Regions from separate parts of the Triticum aestivum genome. Here region 2 is linked to region 1. A link is a contact called in public Hi-C data. All regions are on one chromosome and are shown on one strand. The core of a region is the stretch at or near the end of the contact, and the rest is flanking DNA. Distances in the headings are between cores, read along the strand shown.

Region 1 (4,222 bases), core at 540-3,039:
AGGAGGTCGACAGGGCTGAACCTGGATCGAGGACAAGATCCAATATACTACGCCTGCCTCGCAGCAGCAGCAACTGGCAAAGGCCTGAGCGAGTACTCCCTTCTGTCGGGTTTATAAGGCTTATCTTAAAAAAATTCATTTTTTCGAATTAAAGGGCTCATCTCCATCTTCTATTGAGATTCCGAGGCGCATTAAATCTTTGCATGCAATAATTCAAAAGAAACTCACCAATGCATGCAATGTTCCCACTCGTCTAGTGGCCAAGCATGCATGCAGTGTAATTAATCCATGTTAATGCATTAGTTTAATTTGGTCAGTTTTGTAAAGTATGAGATATATTCCTCCACTCATCATCTGCCTTGGTAAATGAGATTTCAAATTTGAGCCCTATAAACCGAAAAGGAGGCGACACGGGACGCATTGCTGCCGCATATTCCCGTTGCTCCTTCCTTCCTTCCCCTACTTTTACCACCGCCGGCCTACCTCGCCCCCGCATGTCGCCTCCTCCTCCTCCGCTGCTCCTCTTCCTCCCCCTACCAGGTACGGCCGCGCTCCAACCTCTCTCTTCCCTCTTCATGGAAGGAAGGAAGGAAGGGGCCTTAGAAAGAGAGATCGATCGTCTTCTTCCTGCATCTGCATGGCATGCCGTCACACCGATGCTTCCTTCTCGTCCCTTTCCCTCCTCGCTTTAGCTTTAGCTTGAGAGGATCCGCCTTCACATACATACATGAATATCCTTATTTATCTAGTATCTCTTTTATTCTTTATTACTAAGATAAGAAAAGAGGGTCTGTCTTGTTGGCAAGCGCTTAGCTTACATCCCCGATGTAGACCTTCTTCCCCGCCTTCTCATCATATACTACTGGTAAGTACAAATAATCCGATATACCAGTGGAGTATTGTACTCTCATCCATTTTGATGTGCTGGCTGTGTCGTTGTGTTGGCACGGTACGTACTGTAGTAGCACTGCTAGGGGAGCATATCTGCACATGGACGGCCTGGCTAGAGAGCGAATAAGAAAAGCACCGATGGAGAAGAAGAGTTGAGAAATGCAGGTGCAGGTGCAGTGTACCGGGGAGAATTATTAAGGAAGCTTCTGGCTGGGGTTTAGGCTGGCTGGTTGCTTTGGCCCGTTGTTGGAACAGACGACAACTCTGTTGGTTGGCCCTGACCCGTGATTCGAGTCTGACTCGATTCGATTCTCTGCTGTGGCCAGGCCACTTGTGGATTGGATATTCATTGCTACTTGTGTGCTGGAGTATATACAAAAAAGGAGGAAATACAATCTAGTAATGCGGCGGTAGGGATATAGCGCATGGAAATACCGATATTCGACAGGGAAAGAGAGCAGTTGCGTAGAGGCGAAAGCGCTGGCGCCACACTCCACGGTGAGCAATGCTAGACTCACAGGCAGCCCTTTTACCGAGTTCACGGAGTAGCAAACGTGGAGGGTTGGGATTGGATTTAGAAGGTGGTAGTTTGATTAGTCCGTATTAGCCCCGTAAAGGCGCGTGAGTGTAGCATTTTTGCTCCACGGTGAGTCGACGGAAGGAACACGCCGCACGCTGGCTGGAATATCCAAACGGAGGAACGATGAGGCGCGTACTACTCCTCGTCTCCCTGCTATGTGAGCCGTACAACGCGAACGGAGCAGAGGTCGGCCGAAAGGAAGGAAGGGATGAAGAAAGCGCCCCGGGCATACAGACGGACGGACAGGCCAGCGCCAGCCGCGTGCCAACTCGACCGTATCCTAGATAAATAGAGGCCACGCGACGCCGGTCGCCATGCCCCTCCCGCTACTTCTTTTACCGCCGCCGCCGCTGCCTCTTCCCTCTGTCTCGCCCCCGCCCGCCGTCTCCACCACCCCTCAGGTACGTCTGCGCTCCGGCCTCGTCCTCCTTGCAACCTTGCTAGTCCTACTATATTACCAAATGGCCTCTGCAAGCCATGCCGCCGGCGGCAGACATCTCCGCGACCTCTACCTGTCGTCGGCGTTCGTATCTATCTATCTATCCATCTGCCTCCGCCGCGCCGCGCAGATAGATGCTTCCGACTCCGAATATGCGCTTCCTGCTTCCCCGCGTCATGCCTTTCTTCTCGTCCCTTTCTCTCCTCGATTTGCCTTTGGTATCTACTACTATCTGTTTGTTTATTTATATATAAGCGGTTCTTTTAAGGGTTGATGATGTTGATGTTCGATCACCACCTTCTCCCTCGTCGTATACTCACAATCGCCGATGGTACTCCTATATAATACTCCGCCGCCCCGCGCCGCCGACCGCCGAGAAAGGGAAAGAAAAAACAGAGCAACCCGGGCAGGTTGAAGGTTGGATGCAGAGCACACTGCTGTAAGAACCAGAGCAGTTCAATCAGAGGAACCTTAATTTGTTCCCAGATACCGCGGTGTCAAGAGAAAACTCTTAAGGAATACTACGTTGTTGCTCTCTTTCGGAGATTGAGAAGGTTCTTTCATGGGATCATGTTCTCAAGTTTTAGTATTAGCTTTGTATACCTTGGGAATGCTCCGCATGATACTGCCTCACGCTCAGCAGCCTCGGCCTGCGAGCGTTTACTTGCTCTACTTGCGCAACCCCAACCAATGTGACCAACCACTTGCAGTTTGCCATGTCCTAATCGTAGTATCGCAAAAGCAGTTGCGTGGCGACCAAGAACGCTCAAGCCGGCCCCCACGTACGGTGACCGAATGAAGGCGCACACCCTAAGGAATATCCAAACCAGGAGCCGACGGCGACGGCGAACGAACGATGGAGATCTGCCGCCTCGTCGTCCTCTTCCTCCGCATTTAGGTGCCGCTTTTAGACTGTTTTTACATAGCCATGCCACATTGAGCCAGGCTAGGGTGAAATGGACACCAAACACGCCCATATAGATGCTTCCGACTAAGCGCTTTATAGATGCTTCCTTCCTTGTCGTCTCTTTCTCTCTTCGCTTTGGCTTTCTATATATGCATGCATGCATGCACGGGTATCTGTCATGCATGCGGCATCCAGGAGCAGGATTCACACTGCATGTGATCCACCAAAAATGCTAAACGTACGGGTACCTACAGGCCTGTAGAAGGACCTTCCAACAAACTAAACACTGCCCCCCCCCCCCCCCCCACCCCCACACCACACACCTGATTTTCAGGGGGTGGGGCCTGCTTTGGCAACTAAAATCCAATCACAAACTTTCACGTCACATTATTTTCAAGTCGACCTGTAAAAGCCTGTATAATCCTGTATGTGTAGCATTACTGGTGATCCACATACCACTTGAACCAGCGGTATGCAAGATTTCCATTTTGTAGATGTTTTCATGCTCAATTTGGGACAGTAATAATATAACACTTGTGTTTGTTCTCTGTAACCGGCTGTTCTGTCCCCTTTGATGAATGGGATCAAGCATATCATACGGACGGCCTAGCTAGCTAGATAAACAAGGCGATGAATAATCAAGAAAGCAACCACCGTACCGGAACGCAATGCCGTTTTACCTGTGAGAATGGAAGCTTGTGTGATTCAGTCTAGTTGCTTTGGCCCGTTGGAACGGACAAGTTTGTTGGTTGGCCCTGACCCGTGATTGGATTCTCCGCTGTGGCCAGGCAGGCGGGCCACTTTGTGAGTTGTGATGCCCGGTGTGGACTGGATACTCCAAAAAAACAAAAAGATATGGTAATGCGATTGTAGATATTCGGGTATGGAAATATGCATGGATATTCGGTCGGCTGGAGCATCGGCCTGCGAGCGTTTACTCTACCACTAGCAGCAGTAGTAGTATCTGGGAAGAGAGCGGTTGCGTGGCGGCGAAAGCGCTGAACGAACACGCACGCTTTTTTGAAGGAAAATATCGGAACTGGGAAACGGCGGGGAGAAGGAGAAGCCGGCGGCGAGCGAGCGAACGACAGAGACCGTTCCGAAGTAAAAGGAGGTCGGCAGAGAGGAAGAAAGCGATCAAGTCCACAGTCTAGGTAGAAGAACAAGTTGGAACCGGCAAGCAAAGCCAGGCAGGCAGGCAGGCGCGCACAAGCAAGATCCAATTCCCATCCGTCGCCGCGTCCTCTACTCTACCAAGCGCATACGATACGAGCGAGCCCATAAATACGGGACGCCATGCCGCATACATACTCTTCCCTCCCTCCCTCCCGCATCCCCGCTGCTTCTTTTACCACCGCAGCCGTCTCCTCCCGCTCTCGCCCCCGCCCGCCGCCTCTTTGTCCTC
Region 2 (4,476 bases), core at 1,695-4,194, 160 kb before region 1:
TGTTTGCTTGAATGTCTTAATGTCACTGATATTGCCAGTTAACTTCTTATAATGATAATTTCATGATACACGGCATACATTTTAGACCAACTTAATGTACATAGAGAATAAAATGGTGATTGCTAATTTTGGAGTATGAGCTTGAGGCTCGGGTCATATTCCACTTAGTTGTGTAAACCAAGGTAATATTCTCGCATAAAATGCAATAAGGTGATGTCCTCCTGTTTCTACTAGCTAGAATTTGACCATTAAATTATCATTTTCTTATTTGAAGGTTAATCATGTTGCCTAAGACCACTACGATCACACCACATGATTTTACTGCAAGAGGGAAGGGGAGAAGTCTTGTTGCCTATCCATATATTGTCAAAACATGAGATGTATTGTAAGAACTACAAACTGTGTTGGCAATTTGGAATGTTGATAGAATAATAAGACCTTCTTTGGTTCATAGGAATTTTTTTGAGAGCCTTTGGTTTGTACAAATGGTTTCCATGTTTTTATAGGAAGTAGGAATGAACTTTCTATTTCTATGTATGATTGTTTCCTATCCTTCACATTTCAAAGAAACAAAAATAGTAGCTCAGATAAGATTCTTATCCTACGAATCAAATGACCGGCCCGTACGGGCACATGTGCAGGATGTGCAACTGCACAGGCCCCCAAATTAGTTTTTACTGCAGCGATCTATAAATGAAGAAATTGTAGCCAATTCACTCGGGAACACAAAGCACGAGCTACGCAGAGTATTTACTCCTTGATAACCTTTCCAGGTCTTTTGGTCTTCTCTCGCTTGAGGCTGCTTGTAATGGGTAGTATTATAAGTTAGTATCATGTATATAATACTAGTATGTGATACTACGTACCTCCCTAATGCATAGTATCATAGATGACTTTATTATTGTCATGCATGACACATATTAGCATAGCATTTGTTATGATACGGTATCATGATATGATACTCCACCATCTATTTTTTTATTTAATTACATGTCACCTCATCAAAATTGCTTAATTGGCATTACGACTAGCCTGATTACTTTCTGGGGACGCATGCCTTTTTCACTCTTTGCATTTGGTCTTCCCAATGCCATCATTGATGACACTACTTGCTGATGTGGATTTCCCCCCCTAAATTGTTACAATATCACTTCAACTACCAAAGGACAACGGTCATTTTTGGTGGTTTCATTTTAATGAAAATGAAATGGACGGGAGTTATTTTTAAAAAGGTAGCACTCCAAAATTGTGCTTGAAATTCTGTAATGGAGATGAACTTGAAGTTTTGTGGGAAAAAGTTTCAGAAAGATTGGTCGTTCCAACTAAAATACAGATTGGTAGATATTAGTTCATAATTTTGCACCTTTTTTTTGCACCACATAGCTCTTGAAAAAAATTGTGTTGCGCATATGGTAAATTTTAAAACTTCTTTCCCTAACGACTTTTCTTAGTGACCGGGGTCTGAACTTTGATATGGCACCGGGCCTCCAAATTCTCAGAAACGGCCCTGCAAATGACATATCTTTTTCTATAGAAATTTGGGATATATGTGATCTCATTTTTCTGTTCCTATGATATTTCCATCCTATAAATCAAAGAGGACCTAAGTATAAATAAGATGTCGCTCAGTGTATCTTGTTGAATTTTCCTCATTTCTTGATGTACTGAGTATAGTACTAGGACACTATCAATGTTATTGTTTTTTTCATATAAGTGAGCTATTGGAAATGGGATGTTTTTGACGTGATGAAAACTGCATGCTACAGTAGAAAGACACGAAGTGGACCAAGGTTGGGTGGTAGGCGGAGATGGGAGAGGTACGAAGAAAGACTAACAACATGTGCGGCAAAAAATAACACCACGGCTCCTCTCCTCTTAAGAATCCATATATTCTTTGGGACTCCACTACAAATCCGACGTTAGATTTTTTATCATGGCAAATCAAATTTTTTTCATGACAAATTATGTTCTCTGAGGATAGCAATTGAGTTGACGAGCATTGCAAATTTGCTTCAATTTATTTTTTATCAGAAAATTGCTGCGCTTGAAGCTAAACTAGTCATCACCGCGTCAATATGTACTGCCTTGAAAAACAGCAGATTTGTCACGCTTAAAAATCTGGCGTGAGATTTCTAGTGTTCTCGACCCCATTTCAGTGTATGGAGAGCTATCTCTCAAGCAAAACCGAACATGCGTGCATTTAAAATGGAATATCCCTTGATAATATAATTTATTATTGTTCCGTAGGAATGTATGGGCAGCTAACTCAAAAAAATTACAATGTAAATACCTATGAATTTTATAATCTTATTTGTCATATATACAATACACTAAAAAAACGATGTCCTCCCATTTTGTGACGGCACGGCAGATCGGGGAGCGGCAAGAGAGGTACGGCGTCAACAACCCAGAGGCCGCCGGTGGGTCTGAGGGTTCACATGCCGGAAACATCACTGCTGTCGGATTCAACGCCGCCAACAACCAAGAGGCGAGCCTTGAGCTCGTCGCCATGAAGGATCCGGTGAAGGTGGAGGACCACATGAAAGAGCTGGAAGAGTGATTGACTAGCGACAAGAACAACTCCGTGCGTGCTGTATGTTGCCAGATTCGGTGGGGTGGGGAAGACCACCATTGCTACCGCCTTGTACTGAAAATTTGGGGACCAATTCGACCACTGAGCCATGGTCAACGTGTCTCAGAGCTCCGGCATCAGCTTTCTAGTGTTTTCGATCTCTTATTCGTGTATGGAGAACTATTCTCTTAAGCAAAATTGGATGTGGGTGTATTTTGAAACCGAACATCCCTTAATTATATAATTTATTATTGTTCCATACCAATGTACGGGCAGCTAGTTTCGAAAAAATTACAATGTAAATACCTATGAATTGTACAGTATAATCTTATTTTTCATACATACAAGGTATGCTAAAAAACAATGTCCTCCCGTTTTGTGACGGCCACCGTGCTGTGCTAGCCGAAAAACCCAAATCCAATCCCCAAATAATTAACAGACAGAGAGGTCTGCCGCAGCCGCCGGCCAGAGGCACCTTCAATCCGGCCGCCGGCAGCCGCCTCCTCCGCAGATTCTTTTTTTGCAGGTCTCCTAGTCGACGTATTGGGCTTCGCTTGAATCGTCTGCTTCTCCTCACCCATTCCAACTTAACCATCCTCTGTTTTCCACCCAAATCTCTGCACAGCTCTCCTCGATCGGCAGGCGAACAGCAAGGCCGGCAGCCATGGAGCTGGTGGTGGGAGCTTCGGAGGCGACGATGAAGTCCGTCATGGGCAAGCTGGGCGTCCTCCTCGCCCAGGAGTACACCCTGATCCGGGGCGTCAACGGCGACCTCCAGTACATCAACGACGAGCTGGCCAGCATGCAGTCCTTCCTCCGCGACCTCACCGCCGTCAGCGCCGGCCAAGTCCAGAGCCACGGCCACCGGATGAAGGACTGGATGAAGCAGATCCGCGACATCACCTACGACATCGAGGATTGCATCGACGACTCCGCCCACCGCCTCCACGGCCTGCGCTCCGACATGTGCTGCTACTACTTCGCCAACAGCGTCTACGAGGTCCTCACATGGTGGCCTCGCCGCGACGTCGCCTCCAAGATCTCCGTTCTCAAGATGCGGGCGCAGCAGATCGGGGAGCGGCGGGAGAGGTACGGCGTCAACAACCCGGAGGCTGCCGGCGGATCTGAGGGTTCTCATGCCGGAAACGGCACCGCTGCTGGATTCGACGCCGCCGACAACCAGGAGGCGAGCCTTGAGCTCGTCGCCATGAAGGATCCGGTGGGGGTGGAGGACCACATGAAAGAGCTGGAAGAGTGGCTGACTAACGACAAGAACACCTCCGGCGTGCTGTATGTTGTTGGGTTCGGAGGGGTGGGGAAGACCACCATTGCTACCGCCTTGTACCGGAAATTTGGGGACCAATTCGACCACCGCGCCATGGTCAACGTGTCTCAGAGCTCCGACATCAACGCTGTCCTGACCAACATCAAGAATCAAGTCATGCCGCAGTCCAGCGGCCAAAGGCAGCAAGCCGGCGGAGGCGTACTCGGTCGGCTCAAGCGAGGCACCTCGGCATTGGCGGCCAAGTGCTGCAGCGCCGGCGCGTCAGAGGAAACGCGTGGTGAGACGAAGCTGGATAAGCTCAAGAAAGATCTCGGGAAACACTTTGATGACAGCAGGTACCTTGCACACATCAGACCCTTATTGCTTTCTCTGATTAATGCTTAATGAGTACAATCCTGAATATGTGTAATATGAATTACGAACTGATCAAGATAACATGATTTACTTAATTAATTGGTCTTTTGGTACTCATGATATAGCAACCATTATACATCAATTAGGGACAGGGATTAGTTCTGGATATACAGTTACATTTCATTCACTGCATAACTTCTTGTTTTAGCTGATGAAATTAATGATTACTTGGCCGGAATCCCCGCCTATGCAATTTGTTTCTATT

The links. Hi-C and Micro-C count contacts between places; a contact is called where the count stands out from the background.
Region 2: a Hi-C map of leaf shows a contact between it and region 1, with 4 times the contacts expected there. The contact joins the promoter of LOC123043279 here to the promoter of LOC123043276 in region 1. A contact is called at or near these places in 2 of 5 Hi-C or Micro-C datasets (both in leaf) and 1 of 1 datasets of contacts at active chromatin or transcription factors (leaf).

The regions. Positions count from the first base shown.
Region 1 is chr2B:29,604,617-29,608,838 of IWGSC CS RefSeq v2.1, reverse strand. It overlaps LOC123043276 (phosphoglycerate mutase-like protein 1), which reads left to right and starts at 1,789. Exons shown (of 10, transcript XM_044465683.1): 1 at 1,789-1,872.
Region 2 is chr2B:29,764,844-29,769,319 of IWGSC CS RefSeq v2.1, reverse strand. LOC123043279 (disease resistance protein Pik-2) reads left to right here and starts at 2,944. Exons shown (of 3, transcript XM_044465687.1): 1 at 2,944-3,098; 2 at 3,198-4,192. The coding sequence starts at 3,237.